2 separate regions of the Gossypium hirsutum genome follow, and region 1 is linked to region 2. A link is a contact called in public Hi-C data. All regions are on one chromosome and are shown on one strand. The core of a region is the stretch at or near the end of the contact, and the rest is flanking DNA. Distances in the headings are between cores, read along the strand shown.

What was found. A called contact is a pair of places that touch in the nucleus more often than the background predicts.
Region 1: a contact with region 2 is called in a Hi-C map of leaf, with 4 times the contacts expected there. The contact joins the promoter of LOC121228902 here to the promoter of LOC107957556 in region 2. A contact is called at or near these places in 17 of 34 Hi-C or Micro-C datasets (anther, callus, hypocotyl and 2 more).

The regions. Positions count from the first base shown.
Region 1 is chrA05:29,191,057-29,195,073 of Gossypium_hirsutum_v2.1, reverse strand. It overlaps LOC121228902 (precursor of CEP8), which reads left to right and starts at 2,087. Exons shown (of 1, transcript XM_041111918.1): 1 at 2,087-2,344. The coding sequence starts at 2,087. The coding sequence ends at 2,344. It overlaps LOC107957552 (polyadenylate-binding protein RBP47C), which reads left to right and starts at 3,184. Exons shown (of 6, transcript XM_016893086.2): 1 at 3,184-3,932. The coding sequence starts at 3,603. It overlaps LOC107957551 (probable inactive heme oxygenase 2, chloroplastic), which reads left to right. Exons shown (of 5, transcript XM_016893083.2): 5 at 1-400.
Region 2 is chrA05:29,057,020-29,061,238 of Gossypium_hirsutum_v2.1, reverse strand. It overlaps LOC107957556 (protein WHAT'S THIS FACTOR 9, mitochondrial), which reads left to right and starts at 2,448. Exons shown (of 2, transcript XM_016893094.2): 1 at 2,448-2,877; 2 at 3,844-4,219. The coding sequence starts at 2,600.

The DNA.
Region 1 (4,017 bases), core at 838-3,337, 130 kb before region 2:
CCTTTGTTTCCAAAACATGAAAATGGTGGCGATTGGTGTTTCCACTGAAGGTGTGTGAAAATAAACAGCAAGTTTGACGGTGGGACAGTGGCGATCTTTCATGTTCTTGGGTGTTTGGTTTTTAATGTAGCATGCAAGAAACCATGAATTTTATCCTAGTGGGTGTAAGAGTATGCAGGTTTTGATTAAAATGTGACACTTTATGTACTATTTTGAAATTTTAGAAGAGATATAGCAAAGTGGGAATAGACCAAGATAGGACACTTTATTCATTATGTTTGTTGTTTGTTAAGTTTCCATGTCCGACACATACAACGAAATTTTTCGGATTATTGTATGACAATGCAGATTACCCTTTTGTTGAGAAATTTTATTAAGAATTTATGTTGTGTTCTGATCATCTAGATGAAGATCAAAGAAGAATTTGTTTTACGCTTTCAGTTAGATCAATAGCTTTGTCAAATATTTGTAGATATAGTTTTTTGAGTCCTTAACATGAGACTAACAAGAATGTCTACTCTGCTGCTGTACTCTGTTCCTTTAAAATACATCCTCTTTTGCATCAAAATTTCACAAGGATGATTGAATCCAATCCAAGAACAGGGATGAGGATGATGAGGTGTTCCAGAAAAATGAAGTTGATGCAGGAAGATTTAGATTGATTATGATGGAAAAAAAGAGGGTCTTCTTGAGTAGTGGTAGTCAGATGATACAAGTTGTTCTCACCCCCTATGGAATAGGCACAAGGCCTAGTCGGAGGCCGGTTATGGGGCCGAGAAATGTGTCCATTTGAAGGGAGATAAAGATTTTCCGGTCTGCAGTAGAAGCCCCACAAAATCCTACTTTGATTTCCGTTATCATAATAACCCACCCATTGCTGGCAATTTGCTTCTTCTACCTTGTCACGCTTCAAAATGCTCATCCTCAAAACATTCAACAACAAATAACAAAAAGAACATAAAAAAATCATTGACCACTAGAAATATAAACATTGTATTTCAACCATCTACTGTGGAGCCAGCATCCATATTACCTGATACTCATGTAAGAATATATATCCAATATGCTATACCGGTATTTTATGTAAAAGAAAAAAGAAAAGTGTGCAGAGGCTGGGGCTGTGGCTGGGGCTGGGGCTGGTGAAGTCAAAGAAGGTATGCAGTGATGGTTTGAAAATCTTAAGGATGGCAGAGAAATCACGAGAGACAAGGAAAATTGGAAGACACTTGGATTTTCCACTTTATGTTCCTTTGAAAACAATTATGATTACTTGTTGTTACATGTTAGTTTCTTCTATGTTTCTGTTTATGGCCATTCCTCAGTCACTACAGAAAAGAAATTCATACCTGCAAGTAATTGATATGTTAAATCTACAAATTTTGGAAACAACGAATCTTTTGTTGAAGTGACAGCTTTTATCTCACTTTCAAAGGTTTTAGTGCTTAATAACTCTTACTCCAAATAAAATTACTTTGTTATCCAAGCACGTGAAACATGACGTTAACAGTAATTCCAAGGCTGATATTCAAAGATTATGGTCGTTTGCTGTAAACTGATGTTCTAAGGCTCCGCCTTCTTCCTATTTACAATTTACCAAAAAAGGAAAATTTCCTTTAAATTTTAGTTCAATAGATTTTGAATTTGTTGTATTAATTTCTGGACAATCCGCAACCGTAACATCAATACCTGAGAAGCGAGACCTAGGAAGCAAATACGTGCAAGTTTCCGCCCACCAGCAACAAGCATGAATATGCTGTCTAACAATTCAAATCTAGAGAAAGAACGGGGAACAATAGTTGACACTGGATGGAATCAAGACATGCAGGAAGCAGGCAGCAGTACAACACCACACATAGATGTCAACAATTAAACACTATGGGATTATACTGAACTTGTCCTTTCAATCCATCATAATAACCAAAAAGACTCATCAGTCTGCAAACCAGCCAGGACGGGCATTCCCACTCCACTCCACTCCACTGCTAATTAAAACTCTATAAATTCCCAGCCAAAACAAACGCTTAAACCCATCTCCTCATCATCATCATCACTCATACCTATAACTTTTCCTCTTTCAGCCGCTCAAATGGCCAAAACCAACCTCATTGTACCCGCTGCCATTCTCGCCGTCCTTTTGTTTGCTTACGGGATCACATTTTCCAAGGAAGCCCGGGTTTTGAAAGCCGACCATAAAACACATCACCATTCCAGTCTAAATGTGAACGTCAAGGGTGACGTTTTACCAGATGGATCCGCCACTGTCAACAATGTCCAAAAAGCTGCCTATCGCACCGACGCTTTCCGTTCCACGACTCCCGGTCACAGTCCCGGCGCTGGTCACTAGAATAACTAGATTTATCATACGAAATATTATATTATTTTCATTTTAAGAACGTACTGTTATCTTATAATATCCACTGTTTGAAATAATGTCTTATATCATCATTTGTAGCCTTTTTAATCAATCTCATAGGCTATCTTCTATCCTATGATATTGTTTGATGAGATGAGAAAGTAGTATTAAGTACACGAAAATTGCATCTTTGTCTCCATTAATGCATTATTAAAATGACTAATGCTACTATTATGTTCTTATTTACATATAATATAAAGTTTGATCTTTCTATTTAGGGTAATAGCATCAATAGAGTACATCTAAATATTACAAAGTTTGGAGCTGTCTTGTCTTCTTTAATTGCCTACACCCTTTCAAGTCACCTTTTTTAGATAACCAAAACCTCATGACCTCCAACTATTATTGGTCATGACGCATAACTTATGAGCTACAGTGATAGCCAGAATGATGGTATGAAATAGTAACGTTATATTATTTGTATATTTTTAATAATTTAATATTATATAAGTATTTTTATTTTAAATTTTAATATTTTCACTTTGATAAAAATTAAATTTAAATGAAAATTTTAAAATTAAGATGAAATTATTGATGTGATATTAAACTATTAGAAAGAGATAATATCATTAGTTTATAGAATTCTTTCTAATGAGAAGAGATATTCTAAAACTGTCATTTCAGATCATCTCTATCCCTTTTTAAAAACTTTAAATTAATTGCTCTATAATTCCAAATTCAATGAATATAGGTATTAATTAGGTGATGGAAGAAAGATAAGAGGATGGGAAAGGATAAAGTTTTAATTGGATACAAACTACTATCCTTTTATGGAAAAAAATTATTAAAATAATTTTGGTTCTGTAAGTAATGCATGTTGCTGGCGGCGGATTGAGGGTGAGAGAGTGGGCTTAAACCCGTATCACGTATCATCCCCTCAAAGTCAACAGCTGATATCAAACTATCACCTATCTAATCTAACGGCCAAAACCACAACTACGTTTGGGTTAAATCCTCTGCTTATACCCTAGCCGCATTTTCTTTCTCTTCTATTTTCTGTTTCCTGGAAACACTCGGATTCAACTTTTATTTTATTTTATTTTATTTTGTTTCCTAAACGAATAAAGGAAAAGAAAGAAAGAAATTAAAACTCAGATTCAATTCAACTAAACATTCAAATCTTTTTAAATTTATATTATTTTCCTAAGATAATAAGTGCTAGCGGTTTTTATTAATAAAAAGGATAAGGATGCAGCAAAATAGTGGCTTGGATTCGCAACCGTCGCAGGAACAGAACCAACGGCAGCAACAACCTCCACGATCGCAGCCGCAGTGGGTGGCAATGCAGTATCCGGCTGCCGCTATGGTAATGCAGCATCAAATGATGCAACCGCAGCACTTCGTGGCGCCGCCACTCCCACCTCAGCACTACATGCCTTATCACCACCTTCATCTCAATGGCCACGCGCAGCAAGGTTCCGGCGGAGGTAGCGGTGAGAACAAAACCGTTTGGGTTGGTGATTTGTATCATTGGATGGACGAGAACTATCTTCATAGCTGTTTCGCTTCCACTGGCGAGGTTGAACAAAATCTCATTGACACATTTAGATGCTTCTTTTTAATTGCCTAATTTGCTCTGATTTATATTCTCCTGTTTTCGCAAC
Region 2 (4,219 bases), core at 1,199-3,698:
AAGGAAATAAAAAAAGAAGACACAAATATTGATTAGCCCATTTTGAGATAGACTATGCCCATGGACGCAAACACCATCATCATGTCTTTCTTTCATCTTTCATCTCTTTCTACTTATTCTTGAATTGCTCCTAATTTATTTAATTTTCACTTTCAGATTCAAGAATTCGATTCATATTTGGCCTCATCATTTCAAAATTCATCTAATATCGGCCAAAATTTTATTTCCTTTGGTTGTTGAATTTTTAGAGTTGGTTCTATACATTTTAACAACTTGAAATCTATTCATCTGTTGCCCTCTATATTATAATTTACTACTTAAAAATAATATTTATCTTTGACCATATGTAAATATATATACTTGATTATAATTACTAAACACTAAGGGGGGTTTGGATCGCCAAATCTTAGATAATGTTCTGTAATAAGATTATAGGAAGAATGTGAGATTAACTTGTTTATTTTATTTGGTTGAAATATAAGATACATGTGTTTAATTGACGGAATGTAATATTACCTAGAAGTACATTTTATTCAATTGCCCTTGTTATAGAATTTTTTTTTATAAATTTAGTTCTTTTAATAATTTTTTAGCCTCAATTTCCATAAATTATGATAAATTATTAGAATTCTTACTCTTTGCCAAAATTTATATATTAATAAATAAATATATTATATTGAAATAAATTTATAAATCATAATTATAATAGTTGATGAAAAATTATTACAACATCAACCATAATTAATATATTAATAAATGAAATATAATGATTATAATTATAATGTATGATATCAACTAGTTCATTATTAAGGAAAAATACTTTTATTTTTATTTTTAATTAGTCTTAAACTTTATTTAACATAGAAGCTTAAATTGATAGAATAATAAAAACAAAATGTAAGTAAAGATCACACATGTACTTTAAGATTACTTAAAAAATGGGTCATAATGAATTACAATTTATATTATGAGATGACCGGAATGTTGAAATTTAATATAGTATTATACGTCATAATATAATATTGTATTCAGGGAACCAAACACCAGTTAAAGATATTCATGTATCTAATAGGGCCTAGACTCAATTTAACAAATTTCCAGACCCGAAAAAGTAGATTTTCGGTCCTCAAAGTATAATAAAAATAATTTGTATTTAAATTTGATTATAAAAATATTTATAAATTTGAATTATTGAATAATAAATTATGTCGGCCAGAGATTGAAAATACAAAACCTAAACATGGTTGGGGCGAAGCACCTGGCTCATTTACCTTACTTTGTTCATTGTATAAAATTTGAGTTTTTCGACTATTGATGATTAACGTTTCACTATATTATTTTAAATATAATTGATTATTTTAACTACAACAAATTTCCATCCAAACACTTTCACTGCAACAAATAATGATAATCTATACTTATATATTAAAAGAGTGTCTATGCTATTGCCATGGTGACAGGACAGGAGAAAATGCCTTAAAAGCAATTGGTAGAAATAAATAATGAATAATTCTAAATTGTTGCTTATACAATTAGATCCCTATTTGAAGCATTTAAAATGTTGAATTAGGTCCATGCCTCTAATTAATTAATTAATGTAATTTGTTTCTAAATTTAGACTAAAATAATTATTTTTGAGCAAAATTAAAATAAGTTATATTTCTTCAATTTTAGTCTCTCTATTATACTTAAATTTGAGATTTACTTTTTATACTTTCATTTCTAATATAATTTGGTCTCTATATTTTTTATAGTATTATTGATTAGTTCAAATAGTTAAAATCATTAACTTTTCGATTAAAATATTACGTAATTATATTAAAATAAAAAGTAGATGAATTAAATTCTAAAAAAGTATTGACTTAATTTTTGGGTAAGCAAAAGCAATAAAACCCTTTTTGAAAAAAAGAAAACAGGCATCAATTACTAGGAATTAATTGTTGATGGCATAAGATTACTTACAAATTGGCATGTTGAAACTTTCCTTTGTACGAGCTTAAGTTAGTAATCGATTTTTTTATTATTGAAGTTGTAGTTACATGAAAGTGGGCATGAGAACTAGCCTTGAAACAATTTTTTAATAGATGGAAAATGTAAAAAAACTAGTTAAAAGAGACGGAAAAGAAAATTAAAAAAAAAGAATATAAAAGAAAAAATTAAATTACTCAAAATGAAAAATATGAGGATTAGTTGTAGAATTTAACTTAAATTTTTATTGAAATGATGATTTAACATACCACATCAGGTTGTTGTTACACCGTTAACGACAATTAACTGCTCAAACACTAAAATGTTACAATATTTTAACTTAAGTGACTAAAACGTAATATCTCAAACATAAATAACTAAAACGTAACGTGAGATAAAATAAAAACGACTATTTTAATAGTTAACCTTAAAAATAAAACATCAAGTTACAATTTTAAAAATATCAAATTTCAATATAGTGGATACACTAAAATCAAAATTAGACCAAACGTAAACGACTGAAAAGCACTGCTCCAGTTCTCTCAGTAGGGAAAAGAAAACTAAACAAAATTCACCAAAGACTATACGTTTTTCGCTTTAATTGGTGATACTTTTGCAGCTGCTACAAATAATGTTCAAAGTCAAAATATTTGTTTCCTCCATAAAAAACCTACTTTCACATCCCCAATTTGAGCATCAACAATGGAGGGGCATAGTGAAAGTGAGGTTGAAATGGGTTAAGAATCGTAGCCTTGACCACGTGATTGATACCGACACCGATCTCAAAGCGGCTTGCCTCTTGAAGGATGCTATTAAACGCTCGCCCACCGGTTTTCTCACTGCCAAGTCTTTTGCCGATTGGCAAAAGCTCCTCGGCCTCACTGTCCCCGTTCTTCGCTTCTTGCGTAGGTATTTTTTGGCCTCATATCCTCCATTTTTTAAATGCCCTTTAGCTGGTTTTGCAACGATGAATAGTTTTTTCTTTTCTCTTTTAAAAAGCTTCATTTTAATTGCTATTTCTGTTGTTTACTTTTTGCATTGTAATGTAGCAGTTGTTATACATGATAAAATCATTATTTATATTATATGAAAAATTGATTAAATTTACATCAAAATCACCCTTTTTGTTACAAAGAAATTTGTGCTTTTAGTTTTGATTAGCCAATATATTTGTATTTTTCTTTTTAATGGCAGAAGCACAAAGCAATGCCCTATATGTAGGTTTTGGCATTAGTGAATCCTTTTTGGTGGGTAATTTGCTGTGTTGTTATATCTCGTGATACCCGGACACTTCATTTTTCTTAAAATATTTGTATTCGACTCCATATTTCCGATCATAGCTCCTTCAAAATACACTGAAAAACTTAGAAGAATTTGAACATACTCGTCTAAGACATATATATATATATATATCTGTATTTGGCACTCACCTCAAGCCTGATTAACATAACTTGGTAGACATTGTCAAAAGAGTGGTTTTCCTTGTTTAGTAAAGTGATATTAACTTGAGTTGAATATGTAGAATAGTAGTTGGAAATTGAAAATTGGTTTTTCCGACTCTGTTTTAAGTGTCCTACTCTGTTTGACGAATTCCCACATTGCTGTGTTGTTATATCTCGTGTTACTGGACTCTTTTACATTACAATGGCTATAAACTGTAGAGTAAAATTGTTCAAACACATAAAAACTTTGAAAATTTTGAGCATTCTAATGTCAGGCATATATACCCATATCTTGCACTAACCTCGAGCATGAGTAACATAAACCATTTGGCACTAACAAGAGACCTTGTTTAATAAACTGGTATTGACTATGAGTTGAATACGAAGTATAGCAGTTGGTGATTGCAAATTGGTTCTTCTGAATTTGTTTTAGGTACCGTACTCTCTTTGAAGAATTCCCACATGCACGTTACGCGAATTTGCCTTGCTTTCGATTGACGGGCACTGCACTCTTGTTAGATTCTCAGGAGCAAAGCATACACCAAGCGCATGAGAATGATACCATAGAGAGGCTTTCAAAGGTGCTTATGATGATGAGAAGTAGGACTGCACCTCTTCAGTCCCTTCATTCCTTGAAATGGGATCTTGGTTTGCCAGATAACTTCGAAAAAGTGTTGATGCCGAAATACCCTGATCATTTCAGTTTCGTTAAGGCACCAACTGGTGTTTCAGCTTTGAGACTCAAACAATGGCGCGAGGAATTTGCTGTTTCAGCATTGGAAAAAAGTAACGAGGGTGAGGAGATGGGA